3 separate regions of the Zea mays genome follow, and regions 2 and 3 are each linked to region 1. Evidence: chromatin contacts called from public Hi-C data. All regions are on one chromosome and are shown on one strand. Each heading gives the region's core, a stretch centred on a gene start, on an enhancer-like site or on the middle of the called end of the contact. The rest is flanking DNA. Distances are from core to core; before and after follow the strand shown.

Region 1 (4,985 bases), core at 1,487-3,986:
TCTCTCCTTCTCAACACGAGATGAAGAAAACTTTGGATGAAAAGCTATCTGGAAAAATAGATCGTCAGATATGTTATATTCTGTGACACAGTATAAAAAATTTGTTATAAAGATTTCCAAACACCTTGGCAACGGTGACCTAAAATCCCACGTATTGATTGGACATGCGGATTTCAAAATAATCATAAAAATGACTAAAATCGACATTTTCCAGATGATCGCTCCAAAAAGGAATGCTATTTAGAAACACTTTACCTCATTCAATGCATCCAGCACAGAAGGGAGTAAGTCTTCACCATATTCCTGCAGATAGAAGACAAGCTTATATGTAAACATTAAATATCACAATGGAACACATCTAACTAGGATCATAAGTTCTAAAAATTATAGTTTCACAGTCAACAAATACATTCAGTCCATTTACGTATGATTTTTTCCAAGGACAACTAAACAAGAAAACAAATTTGGGCTTCACCAAATACAAATTATCATAAGCTTATTTCCAAATTGGAAATAGACACTGATAAGTTCCACAAAGAAATAAGGACAGAAAAGTAAAGACCTTTGTTTTAGTTGGAGAGTGGATATGGAACACCGTATGGTGGAAGTCTGTATACGCATTAGACCTCGCACCTGTCCCCAAAAGTTTTTCACGTTTTTTACTGCCAAGAAACGCGACATGTTCAATCATATGGGCAATTCCTTGCTCATCCTCCTCCTCATCAATTGATCCAACATGAACTTCCATGTGAGCCTCAAACCTGCAAAATAGCTAGATGAAACCATAATAATATACAAATTCTACACGTATATCATAACAATGTTTGGTTGCTTCACAGTTGCATGAAATTTAGCATGAAATGGGCATCAGGATAATATTTGTCGCTTGATTTATTTACTATTACACAGTTCTGATGTTCAACAAATCAAATAAACACCTCACATTAGTTCAGATGTTAAAGACTCCACCCATAGTTGTCAACTTTCAAGTAACTCCAATCAAATTAAAAAGTACAGAAAACCATCAAAGTTCCAATCATTGTATGGAAATCAAGGGTGAAATTGTACAGAGGAAGTCCTTTGCCATATATAAAAACTAACAGATGTGAGCAGAAAAAAGATTTTCTAACCTGTTTGCTGGAACTTTATTTGGTAAGATAAGATACCGAAGTCCATTCTTCAATTGACCACGAATTAGCTTCGGATGCTCAGGAAGCGGAGTGTTGAGAACATCTTCAAGCTCCTCCTTACTAATAGCATGATCCATGTCACGTGTATCAAGGGAAGTATCAGACCATGTTGGACTTGCAACATGTGGTTCATCAGGTCCAGCGGCGTGCAATATATGGCTAGGCTTGACCTGAAAATTATCAAAGAATTGATTTAGCAAAAGGATGTCCACATTCTACAGGGCCCTTAAAAGGACACAAAGATGACATGGACATGAGATCAGATTATATTCTGGAGCACAATGTAACCTTGTTGTTTCCTTAATTTTTTAGCAAAAACACTCCTTCTAATCTTTCTAAAAAATACAGGAGTAAGTGCATCGGAATTTGGAACGAACATATGACAGCCCTAGAAACTAAATAACACTATCAATACAACAAGAATGGTTGAGCTGCACCATCAAGATACTGATGAGATATGAAAACTATCCTGGCAAATTGATGCTTGTTACAATGATATGATACTTGGTACTACTGCACAAGACCTCTCACTAAGTTCGAATTTTGATGTTCATTGAACGATTAGGCTACCAGATATTCAAAAACAAATGTGATTGCTCCTTCTGTAGATTCCAGAGATGGGGAGAACCTTAATTTGTTTTATGATAAGAAAAGGCACGGTTCTACCACTTAATGTTGTACTGCCGAGGACAGATATTCCAATCCGAATATGTGCATTTATTGTTCTGAACTGACGATATGCCCGTTGCATCCATCACACACGATTGGCATGCAAGCAAAGAAAAGGTAGCCATGGAAGTAAGGCACTAAGCACCTCTTTAGTCCTTATCGCACTCAATGTCTCAATCCAAAACTAAGGAAATCGGCATCATGATTCCTAATCTGACAATTCACTTCAGCTGTCGATCCAAAGCAACAGATGAGAACGAACCTTGGACCCGCTCAACCGGCTGCGAAACGATAGTCCCGACGCGTGCGGGAGCGCGCACGGCGCGAACCTCGCGAGCCCCGACCTGCCCCGCCTACTCTTGGGGAAGCACGAGAGGCAACCGCCCTTCTCCTCGCCGACGCCCCAGGTCGACGCAGCCAACGCGGGCGCCGCGCCGAGTTCTTGCGCGCGTCTCCTCGACCTGCGAGGCACGCAATACGGCGATGAGAGCGAGCGGAGGGGCGACGCGAGCCCACCGATAGACCCAACAAATTGGAACCGGCACGGTCGGAAGCACGGGCCTGGATGAGACGGCGCGGCGGTGCGTGCAGCGGAGGGTGTTAGCCGCGACCGCGGAGGAGCGGAGCGGGAGAACGGGCCGGCGCGCGGCGGGGCGGAACGAGAGCGAGGAGCGGCGCGCGGCTGCGGCAGCAGCGAAGGGGTGGCGCGGGGCCAGGCGCGGCGGCGCGGAGGCCGCCGACGCCGCGACTGGCGGGAAGGGGGCCGAGGCCATCGGGGTGAGATGGCCGCGGGGGAGGGGAAGGGGAGGATAGGAGGACGCTCTCCTCTTTGTTTTGGATTTTGGTTTTGTGAAAGGGAAATGCAAGGCACGGCGTCCGCGTTGCTTCGCGGAGGCGAGGCGCAGCGCAAATATCGTGGCTCGGGCTGGCGGTGCTGCCGAGTTGTACTGTAGGTTGTGGTCGTGGCCTGGGTTTGGGCTTGGGGTTTTCTGCGCGCTTTTGGAGTGAGGATTGTGTTCAGCGTGACCACCGAGATATTTCAGACTTGTGATGTGATGACCGATGAGTGGCCGGCCATCCTTCGGGTCTTGTCATGTAGCATCAAAACGGATACTTATTTAAATATTTATTTTTTATTTTTTCTTGAAACTGCTACATAAAATCGTATCCTTGTCTTTAGTATTGAGCTTTTAAGATTTATAAAAGATAAATCTTAAATTTATTATATAACTTCTTAAATGAAAAATAAAATTCGGATACAAATACGTATTTATATTTTTTTCACTTTTTTGTTGTACATAGCAAATATTGGATAAGACAATTTATGCAGGATTCTATTCTTATTTATAATAGTGTGCTTGATAACATAAGAAGAGACCGGCATCAAATTTTATACATATTTATTCTAAAATATTAAATTTTCCCTAACAATTTAAATACTCACTTTTATCTCTATTGTCGAAAAGATAACAATGTATTCTGTCAGAGAGTAAATCTCCGGCCGGATGGCGGAGTGCACACACCCTAAATCCTAAGATGAGGGGGCTTAGGCGTTTTGCTTGACAGTTGGAATAAACGGGAAGAACTCAAGAACACACAAGGATTTAGAGTGGTTCGGGCCGCCGGAGCTTAATACCCTACTCCACTATGAGATGTATTGCTTGTGAGCTTGTATGAGCTTGCGAGTCTAGGTGTGATCTTAAAGGACTCTCCTGTGTAGCGTCGCATGCCTCCCCTTTTATAGCTGAAGGGGGCATGCACAAAAGTGCTGGGCCCCGACATGTGGGCTCAGGGACATAAAGAATATAGCGCTTGGAGCCACTAATGTTTGTTGCCGAGGCAATCTTCTTGTGTCCTGACGCCCGAGATCTCTGTATCCTCGGCGTGCAGGGGAAGCTTCTTGCAGAAGGGATGATGAGTACAGTGTGCCGCTCGGAACGGGCGCACTGTTCGCCAACAGACTGGTCAGCCTTGCCAAGGCCCGGTCCTTACTCGGAGGGACCTGGGGCTTACCCGAGGGACCCAGCATGCCCTCTTGGGAGCTCCGGACCCATTCGTACAGGGGTCCGGTGTCCTTCCGCGGAGGTCCGGACCTATCAATGCACCCTGGGGAGTCTTATCTTTCCTTGCCACGTGGTGCTCCTAGCCCTGCCCATGTGGTGGGGTCGGGCGCTACTCCTCGTGTGACCTGGGGGTGTCGTACGGGTACAGCGTCTTCATACTACAGAAGGGGGTACCCCTGTCTCGAGGTACCGACAGTGGCCTCGGGGCCCACCTCAGGGGAGGGTGCGAGCCTGTAGGTGGGGCCAAAACATGTATCCTGCGTAAGCATAGCGTGACTAGGGCATCTTCTTAGCGCGCGCCGTACTAACCCAGCGCGCGCATGCTGTCAGCTTGCTACTGGCCACACCAATCGTCGTGCCGGTTTTCGCGGTCGACCGGCGCGTGGCCCCCACGCATGGCGGTTCGGTCGTGCCCCGCATGCGTGGGGTGCTCTGCTGGCCTCGCCTATGTTGAGAATATCCTCCGGCGGTGGCCCCGAGGCGACATGGGAGCGAGCGCGGCGGTTTGCCTCTCCTACGCATGGAGGCCAGCGCCTCAGCCACGTGACTTGTGGGTTCGGGCCCCTCTGTCAGCGACTGAGTTGTTCGGGCGCTAGGTGTGCGCCAAGCGGATTTCTCCAGGGTGCGCGGGGAGCCCTTTCTTGAAAAAGGGGGTCTTCTGCGCGCAGTGGTTTCGCTTTCGCATTTTCCCCAACTGCTCTTCCCTTTCGCCTCCAAGCCTTCCACGTCCCTCCGCGTTCGTGCTCCCTAGTCTTTCGCCGCCGTGGTCGCCATGGCCACGCTGGTTCGTCCTGATCGCTACCAGATCGAGGAGGCGCTCGACTCAGTGTGTCGCCTGCTTGGATGGGGCACGTCTGCGTTTGTCGGGAGGATCCGGGGCGGCACTACTCCCCTCGGTGATCTCGCCACCGGGGAGTTTGTGCTCTTCGTTCCCTACCTCTTCTGCGGGTTGGCGCTGTCGATTTCGCCGTTCTTCCTGCTGCTGCTGGAGGAGTTCGGGCTTCAACTCCAGCACCTCACACCCCACTCCATCCTCCAGGTGGCCATCTTTGTCCATTTCCGT
Region 2 (4,985 bases), core at 1,201-3,700, 400 kb after region 1:
TTTAAATGATGTATTGTAACCATTAAAGTGTGCTAGCAGAGCGATATAATATGCTAAAGTTGTTGATAGGTGCTTCTACGTTATGTTGGGCCGTACTGCTATCAAGAAATTACATTATTTTTTAGAAATGTCGACTAAAAACTTTCATGCAGGTTGTATTCAGGGGACATAGTGGCTAAGGCTCTGGGCACGATTGCAGTGACTTATTGGTCAACAGGAGATGCAGATTTTAGCTTGCCAAAACTTGGAGTCAGTAGGACAGTAGCTATGCAATTTTTTTTGACTCCTATTGACGGTCATCGTTTTTTTAGGATTGGTCAATGATGCCAAACTCTGTCATAATGTCCTATAGCTTTTGCGAGTGAATTTATAACCACGGATATTTCTCTCCAATAATTTGCGACTGATACCTTGTCTTCGATGGGGTTGAAGCCGGAACAATCGGTCCGTCTCAAAATATTAATCATTTTAGTTTTTTTATTTTTATATCTATGTTTAAATGGATGATAATGAATCTAGAGAGTAAAACAAATATATTAATTATCGTATAAATCAACTAAAAAGGTAAAAACGAATTTTTATTTTAGGATGGATGGAGTATTATCTAAAAAAATTACTTCAAATAAGGATCCAAACAAGTCTAAATGTAGTCATCAAATCAGACAGACCAGTGACGGAGCACAAATGAAAAGCGAGGTATGGAAATGAAAAGCAAGGTATGGCAGTGGAGAACTGTAGATGCCAGGTAATGCAGGCGTCGTCGTGTAGGGTTGCGGAGCTGCGCACGACTTTGAGGTAGGGTGGGGCGCGAGGCATGAGCGCTATGGGTCTAGGCTATAGAGCAGTGTGAGTGCAGAACTGTCGATGGAGACTTGTGGCGCGTCTGTGGCAAGGATATGAAGAGTGAGACATCGGATGGGAGGTGGGGTGAGTTGGACATAAAGGCCTTGAGTGCAAGGCACTAAGGCAGTAAATCGACGAGTGCTCGCACTAGAAGGGCATGAAGAGGAGGTCAGCGGACGACGCCATGGAAGAGTGAGGAGACGCGCTTCATCGACAGCTTCGCCTTGCCATCTCACTCTCGACCTTGGTGTTCTCTGTCCACTACTGTCTGAGCCTGAAGCACCGGTTCCTCACGATGGAGGATGGAGTAAGGTATGGCGAGCATCATAGCTCGGCATACCGAGCGCTCCGCCACTGATAATGCCCTTCCATAGCCCAACTCAGCCATATACTCACCTTTAGCTCCCAAACATGTGTGAGATTCAACCCGGTCCATTTTGAATATAATAATTCTCAAAAACATGTCGGCCAGCTTTCAATGCCTGGCCTAGCTACGACCCAACCACTTATTCATGAAGTATCCAACTATACCCGATCAGGAACTAAAAAATGGTCCCCTCCGCGACTTTGGTGTAGCATTTGAAGCCGTCATACTCCAACCCAGAGGTGAAAGAACCTAAACATGCTTCTGAAACCGTAAAAAAAAGAACTTTTATGCAATCATGGGTGCATCCATGGTTCCTGACCTTCGTGTTATATCCGATACTCCCCAACTATCCGAAGAAACAGACAATACTTTGTTTTTCGAAGAACTAGTACTAAAATGTTATAGTCAGACTATCTTCAGTAGCTTATCCATATCTATATCTATATCTATATCTATATTTAAACTTTATTCTGCGAATAATACAATCTACAGAATAAAACGGTATTCAGGGTAAACTTCAGCTGAACCGATGTAGTCGGCCTCGGAGTCAGATGCGTTGAACAGCTAGATATGGTACACTGGTTGCTGGGACGGGTAATGGTCAACAACCAGCCTCCAAAACCAAAACGATAACGTACTATAGTCCCTGGAGATCTGCGCTGGCAGAAAGAAAGCTAAAAAAATAAAAAATTGCGAGGGCACAAGCTTCTAGTTCTAGCCTGCCAAGCTCAACCTGACCGAGCGGAGAGGTTCTTAATCCTCCTATTCCTATCTTAGCGACGACGACGGACGACCCATCCAAAGAACTACGTGGAGAGATTTATGAGGTCGACAAGCTATAAGGCTATAATAACTAGCTAGGTAGGTAGGATCGGAGTCGGAGAAAACAAGCCAAGGAGTCGGCGGTGGGGATGGCGAAGCGGGTGTGTGGGCGCACCTTGGGAGAGAGCAGTACGAAGGGTGGCGGCGGCGGCGGCGTCGGCGGCCATTCTCTCTTGCTGCCGACTCCGGGCTCCTGGAGAAGTGAGTGCCTTCCTGCCTGCCTCTGTCCGCCTCCTTGGAGCAGCAGGTGATAGATAGATATAGTTCACGGAGCGGAGCGCGCGGGCGGGCGGGCAGGCTCAGTTTTTTTTATGCGAATGGCGTAATGGTAGTTACCCTTTATTCAGAGGTTGTTTGGGGACAGGGCAAGGAGACAGAGGAGTCCCGACCCGAGGATGAAGAGATCAGAGGTGGACACAGCGATCCAGTTCGAGTGACCACCGAGGCCCGAGCAGCATGTCCACGTCGCGGATCCCCTCCCCCTCAGCTGCGGCCTGCGGAGCTGCCCCGCGCCTTCGTTCGCCCTTCGCTTTCTCAATGGCCGAGCGCAACCGCACGCACAGGCACGGCGGCGGCGGCTGCCGGCCGCGGGCACTCACTCTCGTAACGGGTGACGTTACCTTCTGCGACTTGTGGGAGCACAAGGAGAGAAAAACGTTCATTGTTGTACGCGCGTGCGTCTATAGTTGTAGTACTATAGAACAGAGGAAAAGGTTGCGGAGAAGCGCCGCCTGCGCGCCGGACTAAATGTTTATGGCTTTGGTTCGTGATCAGTTCAGTTCGATTTGGATCGACTTGTTTAAATTTTTTATGAGCTGAGTTATAAATCTATTTTGGTTGGTTAACGAGCTAGATCGGTTTGTTAACGAACCGGCTCGTGAGATAAACGAGATATCACGAACCGCTGGAGATCTTGAATATTGGAATAGGGACAGCTGGAGGTACTCTCACGCCGTTTCGAAACACAGCGGAGCGATGTGCATGTGTCTGTCTGTGTCCACAGGAATGAAGTGCACCGCGTGGCGTGGGCGCGTGGCAACCGCGGAGAGCGCTCCCTCGAATTAAAATAACATGGAAGGGAATGAAGTGCGACAGGTTGTAGGTTGGGCGTTGAATTTTGCTGCTCAGCAGGGTCATCACGTGTGGACCGCCGGTCAGTGGATGGTGCGAGGTCACGTCGACCAAGGAAGGATTCAAGCACGACGAGGCCACAGACGGATTCGTTTCTCGCCGGGAAATCACCGAATTTCGGTGAAGATTAAAGATTTCCCGAATTTCTGTGAACTTTTCTGTTTTTGCTGCAGAACGAGATGCGAATTTCGGTCCGTTTTTTATGGATTTCGGTTTCAAATTCAAAAATATAATTTTGTGGGCTGATTGGTTCGCTTGGTGAGGCGTTTGGCTGATTGGTTGAGTCTAAATGAAGCTTGGCCTTAGATGATATATATAGTTTATATAATATAAGCCTAGAACTTTCAATATCTAATGTAAACCTAAGTCATACGTGACATCCGGTTGAGCCGAACTAGGTTCGGGTGTTTATAAAAAGATCCAGACCTATAGGGATTAGGGTTTAGGGGTTTGGAGGTGGTTGTAACCGCGTGAGGTGCGAGTGGTGGCGAGCGACGGCCGGACGTCGACGACGACTTCCTGCGGCGCGAGACGTGAGCGGCGGTCCCAAGCGACATCGGCGCTCCCAAGCGACATCGGCGAGCGGCGGCCGTGACTGCCTGAGGCGCGAGCGGTGGCGGCGACCGCGACTTTCCGAGGCCCGATCGGTGGCGGTTGCGACGACCTTTCGAGGAGCGAGCGATGATGGATGCGATGACCGTCCGTGTGGCATCTGAAGACAACGATCTCTTCCGATGAGGAGCATCGGAGGGCGTCCTCCTCCAACGAGCACCTTCGATAGATCTGATGTCTTGAGAGGCGTCCTTTGATCTGGCAGACTTGGGATCGTCCTCCAGTAATGAACTATCTGATCCTTGTTTATGCCATCGATGGTTATGTTTTATGCCTGCTACTTACACTATTTATGCATTCCAGTGATGATTTTTACGATGATGGATATGATTTTTACGTCTACCATAAAATTGTACCTAATTTCGGAGGGCCTGTTGGTGGAACCGATATTATGTTTTTTATCAATTATGTTACACGGTGTATGTATTTATACGACTTTGTATAATAATTTATGCTCACGTGAATCATGTCATTTTATTTTTTGCATGTGTGCAGTGGAAACGAAAATATCGTCCAAAATTTGCTCGCATGCAATTGAAACTCCCACGATCTGCCATAATTTTTGGATCTGTATAAAAATAGAAACTGCATGAATTCAACTCCTATAATTTTTTGGATCTATCATAAAAATAGGATCGTAAATACAACAAGCCAGAGTTATCAACCTCTCTCACATGACTCTGTATTTACGCACATAACTAAGGGGTTTTATGCTCAAAATTTAACGTTTTTACGATCGAACCTGAAATGCGTCTACCAGTGTACGACATGGCGGATTTTTATGTAGCGTTTGGTATTGCATAGATACAAAGACAGTGTAGCATAATTGGTATCAGTATATTTCATAAACTGGTGGTAACGAGCCTAACTGCATGGCTTTTAGAACGATCCTATATTTATGGAGGAAATGCAACATTTAAAATAAGATTTTATTGTTTCCATTGTTGGGGCGAAGGCGAAGACGCCACCCTTCGCTCGATGCCTTCGCCGTAGTCGTTGGTCCAACGGAGACAAGACAACGGGCAGGGACACCCTTCGCCCCACACGACATCGGACAAAGACCCGTGACGAGGTCGTCCCACCTTGCGACCTCGTCCAGCATGGAGGCCCACGTGTAATCTGCTGTTCATTTGAGGGGTTTTCCCTTTATTTTCTTTATTGGAAAATATAAGAAATGAATTTAAAAAAAATAAAATGAAAGTGGCCAGCC
Region 3 (4,985 bases), core at 1,510-4,009, 320 kb after region 1:
AACATATGTGGTAGCACACTTCGGCAAGCAAGGAAATGATGTAGTTGGGTGTGGATTGGAGTCCAAGAACCATCGGTCCTCGGCTGGCTGGCGGCAGCCCTCTCCTCCCCGTCGCGCCCCGCTAGCTAGCTAGCGCCAAGTCGCAGGCCGCAGCCACGTCCCTCCCCCAGCCACTTGGCATAGGTCGGACGGACGAATACCAAAGCAGCGAGCGCCAAAGACGAATTCGCTGTACATGACAGAGGGGGAAGAAGGGAGACGGGGAGGCTCACCGCGGGGAACGAGGGCGTCGTGGACGGACGGCGGGCGCGCGCGACGGAGCTCGGCGTGGACGGACGGCGGGCGCGCGCGACAGAGCTCGGCGTGGACTGACGGCGGGCGCACGCGACGGACGGTGTGGACAGTCGAGCTCGGCGTGGACAGACGGGCGCGCGCGACGGACGGCGAGGGCAGGCGGGGCGCGATGGCGAGGGCAGGCGGGCGCACGCGACGACGAGGGGAGGCGAGGGAAGGAGAGTGCGGCGGCGAGGGCAGGCGAGTGCAGGCGCGGGCGGCGAGCGCGCGCGGGCGGGCGGCGAACGCGGGCGGCGAGCGCGCGCGGGCGACGAGCGCGCGAGGGCAGGAGACCTCGGGCAGTGCGGCGGCGAGGGCAGGCGAGTGCGGCGGCGAGCGAGCGCGCGACGGACGGCGAGGGCAGGCGACGGCGCGCGCGACGGACGGAGTGCGGCGGCGCTCAAAACAGAGAAAGGAGCGAGAGGGAGAGAGAAGGTGCGGTCGCGTGATTTAGGGCGTCTATTTTCGTCGGCCGCATTGAGGCCGACGAAAATAAATGTCGTATTTTCGTCGGCCCCCCTAAAGCCGACAAAAATAGATGGCGTATTGTCGTCGGCACAGCCCCGGCCCACGTAAATAACAACTATTTTCGTCGGTTACTAGGCCGACGAAAATAGCGTCCTTATTTTCGTGGGCCTGCCGACGAACATATGCCCGGGCCCACGAAAATAGGCTGCATTTTCGTCGGTCCCAAAGGCCGACGAAAATAACCTTCTATTTTCGTGGGCCGGCCGACGAAAATATATCGGCCTACGAAAATTTAGTCGTTTCCTGTAGTGAATATGAGTTAGAGAAATCAAAATTTTCGAATTCCATGACGTAGACTAGTTGGATGGTCTCTAAATATGTTTGTATAAGTCATGGAAGTGCCCAAAAGAAGAGCCAAGTGAAATCAAAGAAGAAATACCCAAGTTTGAACTTGTCTGCTCTCTTTTGGCGCTCCGGTGGCACACACGACCTCTTATGCAGAAAGGTCATTCCCAGGCTTTGGTGGCCTTAGCGCACTGGTGGTACATAGGACCTCTTACGCAGAAAGACCATTCCTAGGCTTCAGAGGCCTTGGCGCACCAGTCTTGTCGGACCACAACAACTATTTCCTTAAAGGTCAGAATGGCTACTGACCGAAAAATCTGACAGAGATCCAGTGCACCACCGGACCATCACTCTTCAAGGTCCGGTGCGCCTAAAATCCGTGCAGTTTTTCCCACTTCGCCCTAATGGCTATATTGGACATTAGGGGCTGTAAATACACCCCATTTTGCACTTTGAAGACAAGAGCTAGGTATTCACTCTTATACACCAGAGCAACACTTCCATACATATCAAAGCCTCACAAGTGCCAACAAAGAGAGATCAAGCAAAAAATAGCTACTCATGTGCATTGAGCAAATAGTGCCCTGTGAGAATACTTGAGAATAAAGTGTGTGCTCCCTCTTGTGATCATTTGAGCGTGGAGTATTGACTCCCATTCATTGTAAAGCTAGCAAGAGCCCCTTATCATTGTGGTTGGTCTTGCAGAGACTTCGATTTTTATGATTGACGAAGAAGAAGAACACTCATCGGTCTTGGTGACCGTAGAAAGAGGGAAGAGTTGAAAGAGACCCATCCTTTGTGGACTCCTCAACGAAAACGTAGGTTCTTTGTGGAATCGAACCTTGAGAAACAAATCACTTGTGTCTCATGTTCTTACTGTTTGTGATTTGTTTGTCTTCTCTCTCTAAGTTCTATTGTGCTATACTTATTGATGTCTCTCTAGTTGCTTGGAGATAGATTCAAATTTACGGAAGCAACTCTTTGCGAGGAAGAACTACACCATAAAATTCTTTGTAAATAGCGTATCTAGCTAGTACAGACATAAAGTTCGAAGGCTACACCATCGTCGTACATAAATTAACAAATAAAAAAAAGATCAGCCATGCCGCTAAGACCGTTATTAAAAGCTCAGGACATGTTTACTAGTACAAATATAAAGTCCGAAGGCTGCTGATCCATCGTGCATGCACGAATGAACAAATATTCTCTTAGTCTTTGCAAAAAGAAAAAAAAAAGAAGAACCAGCCAAGAACACGGAACACACGAGCTAGGAGCTAACCACAGTCACCGTGTTGCATTGGAGCACTTTATTTGTCTAGATCGAGAGAACGACAAGGCATCTACTCGATCTGTCTACTACTACCTGGAGGAACACATAAGAAAAACGGTCTTTATGGCCGGCCGTCGTCGTCGTCTCCATCGGCCGGTGGGTGAGCTAGAAACAAGATATATGCTCCCGTCGCCGTCTGCCTGTCCAAACGGCACGGCACCGAGCACTCGGCGCCACGTGGAAAGCGCACCTGCAGCCGCGACCGCCATGCACCGTACCTTCGGGAAACGCAGAAAACAACGGCCGGCAGGTGCGCCCACGCGCGATCGAAAAGCAAGAGGCCGGAGGAGGAGGAGGAGGAGGAGAAAGAAACACCCTGCTTTCTTTCTCACGCGTGCATGCGTATAGTCCGTCCACCACTTATCACTTGTTTCTGGAATGTGTTGGTGAAGGTAGAATGAGCTACGAGAGTGAGCGAGTCGTCTGTGCCTGCACCGTGTGTGTGGTCCAGACGACAGAGAAGATACAAAAAAAAAAATCGGAGTGATAAGAGCATAAGCAGTGATGAGGGGCTAGCTTGCAATGCTCCCCGGAGAAGAACAGGTAGGCAGCCAACACGTGATGACTAGCACGCAGTACGCTATTGGTGGTGACTCGTATTTCTGACAGTGTTCTTAAATTTTTTCGTCTCTGCCGACCGATCTCCGATCCGAAGGGGGGGACAAGTGCAGCTGGGACTTTTTTTTTCTTCTTTTTTACCATTGCCGCCTGCACGAGCATACACCGCGGCCGCGCGCGGCCCAGGTTTCAGATAACCTCAGTTGGTCCGAAAGCGACAGCTGCTGATGATGATGATGATGACGCGATGGAGCAGTTTACTACTACCACTACCACACTATATATACTTGCGTTTGTCACTTGGTTTGGTCGTTTGCAGAGGATTTGGATTGCGATCATGGGGCGGCAGTGTCAGCGGCCGGTCCGGTCCGGTCCGCCTTTCCTCGCCGTCTCCACTTGTCCAACCACTCCGTTTATTTCTATATAGGTGTATTTGTATTTGTGGCACAGAAACAAGATGCCCCTGTCCTGTGTGTGTCGCCGTCGTCGGCCGACCCCTGCTCTTATTTCATGCATGCAAATGGCGCCAAGCACTCCGCGCCACGTCGGAGGTGCACCAGTGCGCTGCCGTATTCATCAGGGACCAGAGAGAGGGAAAAGAAGAAAAAAAAGAAATCGATCGGAGAAAGAAAAAGAAAAAAAAAATCTAGGGCCGGCAATTGATGAATTATGCATGGGGCATCAGAATGCATGGCTCGTCGTCTGCCTTGACAGAATGGAGGATGATGAATATATAGGTCCCGGGTCGTTGATAGATTCTTCGCCTAAAATGGCTACAATTAATACACTGCAAACTTTTGTACACAGCCTGTATGAAGACCAAGGATCATCTGGGAGGAGTGTTCCAGGGGTGCCCTCTAGGCTCTAGCTGTTCAGGTAGGAGAGTTCATTAGTTCAAGTGGAGCTTTAGAAAATACGCAACGCGCAACAAGCTCTCTTTCATCAAAACATAACACTAAAAAACTTAATTTTCCTCCTCAATTCTCTCCAATCCCCCCGTGATCTCTGGTCACCAAATCAGCCAGAGAATCCAAAAAAACGAGCGGGGACTAACAATTTAAAAGCATCCAATTAAGATCAGTCCGTGATATATACGAAGAAATCTACTGGATAATTGCGAATATGCCACATGCATGTCTCGTGGCCACAAGTGGAGGAGGAGGAGAGAGGCTCCCAGCTGGGTACGGAATTGGAATAGACACCTCAATTATTGGGGCCTATCCCAAACCCTTGGCAACTGGCTGGCCGATCACGTTCGCATGCATTATTATTGATTCCTTCTCTTCTCCCGCTACGCATCGATCAGTCACCACGAGCGCATGCAATGCAATGGCATGGCACCACCGCGCGCGCGCATATGCATGATCGCATCGCATCGCATCGTCGCAGATCGCGCCTTGCTTTGGGACAGGAAGCTTCCGAAGCTAGTGGCACACATGCATGCATGCATGCCCCCAGGAGACATGCCTTAGCTTCCGATCCATTTGCACATCCATGCTCCGATCGATCCGTCCCCTCCCCGGCAACGAATGAACGAATCGAACAAGCATGCATGGACGATCATCGCGCCTCCTTTTTTTGTTTTGTTTTGGAAACAACAGCTAGCTAGCTAGTAGCTGTTTCGTATCGCGAGACATACATGCATGTATTCCATATTTGGCAAATTCCACTCGATACTTGTATTGTACTGCACACACGTACACGTACGCGAGACCCTCTTGTTCTTTGGGGCGACGTAGGGGTGCTCTTTTTTTCCTTTTGGTTTATTTTCAATATATATATAGACACACACGTATAAGTTTCCATTTTTTAAGTACACGAGGGCACTATTTGTCATCTAGGGTCCATCACACGAACCAAACCCACCTAATGGCTTGTTCGTTTCACCGTTAATCCATGTGGATTGGGTGGTATTAAATCGGTTTAAATCCATAGTAAGTCAAAATCTATT

The links. A called contact is a pair of places that touch in the nucleus more often than the background predicts.
Region 2: a Hi-C map of leaf mesophyll shows a contact between it and region 1, with 2.5 times the contacts expected there. The contact joins the promoter of LOC109623449 here to the promoter of LOC103638768 in region 1. A contact is called at or near these places in 6 of 25 Hi-C or Micro-C datasets (bundle sheath, ear, leaf and 2 more).
Region 3: a Hi-C map of tassel shows a contact between it and region 1, with 2.5 times the contacts expected there. The contact joins the enhancer-like site here to the promoter of LOC103638768 in region 1. A contact is called at or near these places in 2 of 25 Hi-C or Micro-C datasets (ear and tassel).

What each region holds. Positions count from the first base shown.
Region 1 is chr9:104,183,317-104,188,301 of Zm-B73-REFERENCE-NAM-5.0, reverse strand. It overlaps LOC103638768 (Stromal processing peptidase chloroplastic), which reads right to left and starts at 2,736. Exons shown (of 25, transcript XM_008661586.3): 1 at 2,421-2,736; 2 at 2,122-2,320; 3 at 1,131-1,360; 4 at 563-761; 5 at 256-303; 6 at 1-48. The coding sequence starts at 2,632.
Region 2 is chr9:103,785,436-103,790,420 of Zm-B73-REFERENCE-NAM-5.0, reverse strand. LOC109623449 reads right to left here and starts at 2,450. Exons shown (of 7, transcript NM_001348467.1): 1 at 2,148-2,450.
Region 3 is chr9:103,859,450-103,864,434 of Zm-B73-REFERENCE-NAM-5.0, reverse strand. No RefSeq gene overlaps it. Among protein-coding and RNA genes, the nearest start is that of LOC103638765, 50 kb to the right of the region's middle. Within about 2 kb of position 2,759, at least 18 of the 20 cell types and tissues checked have an H3K27ac peak or open chromatin away from gene starts, as enhancers often do. A contact at or near this core is called in ear and tassel, where this site is marked.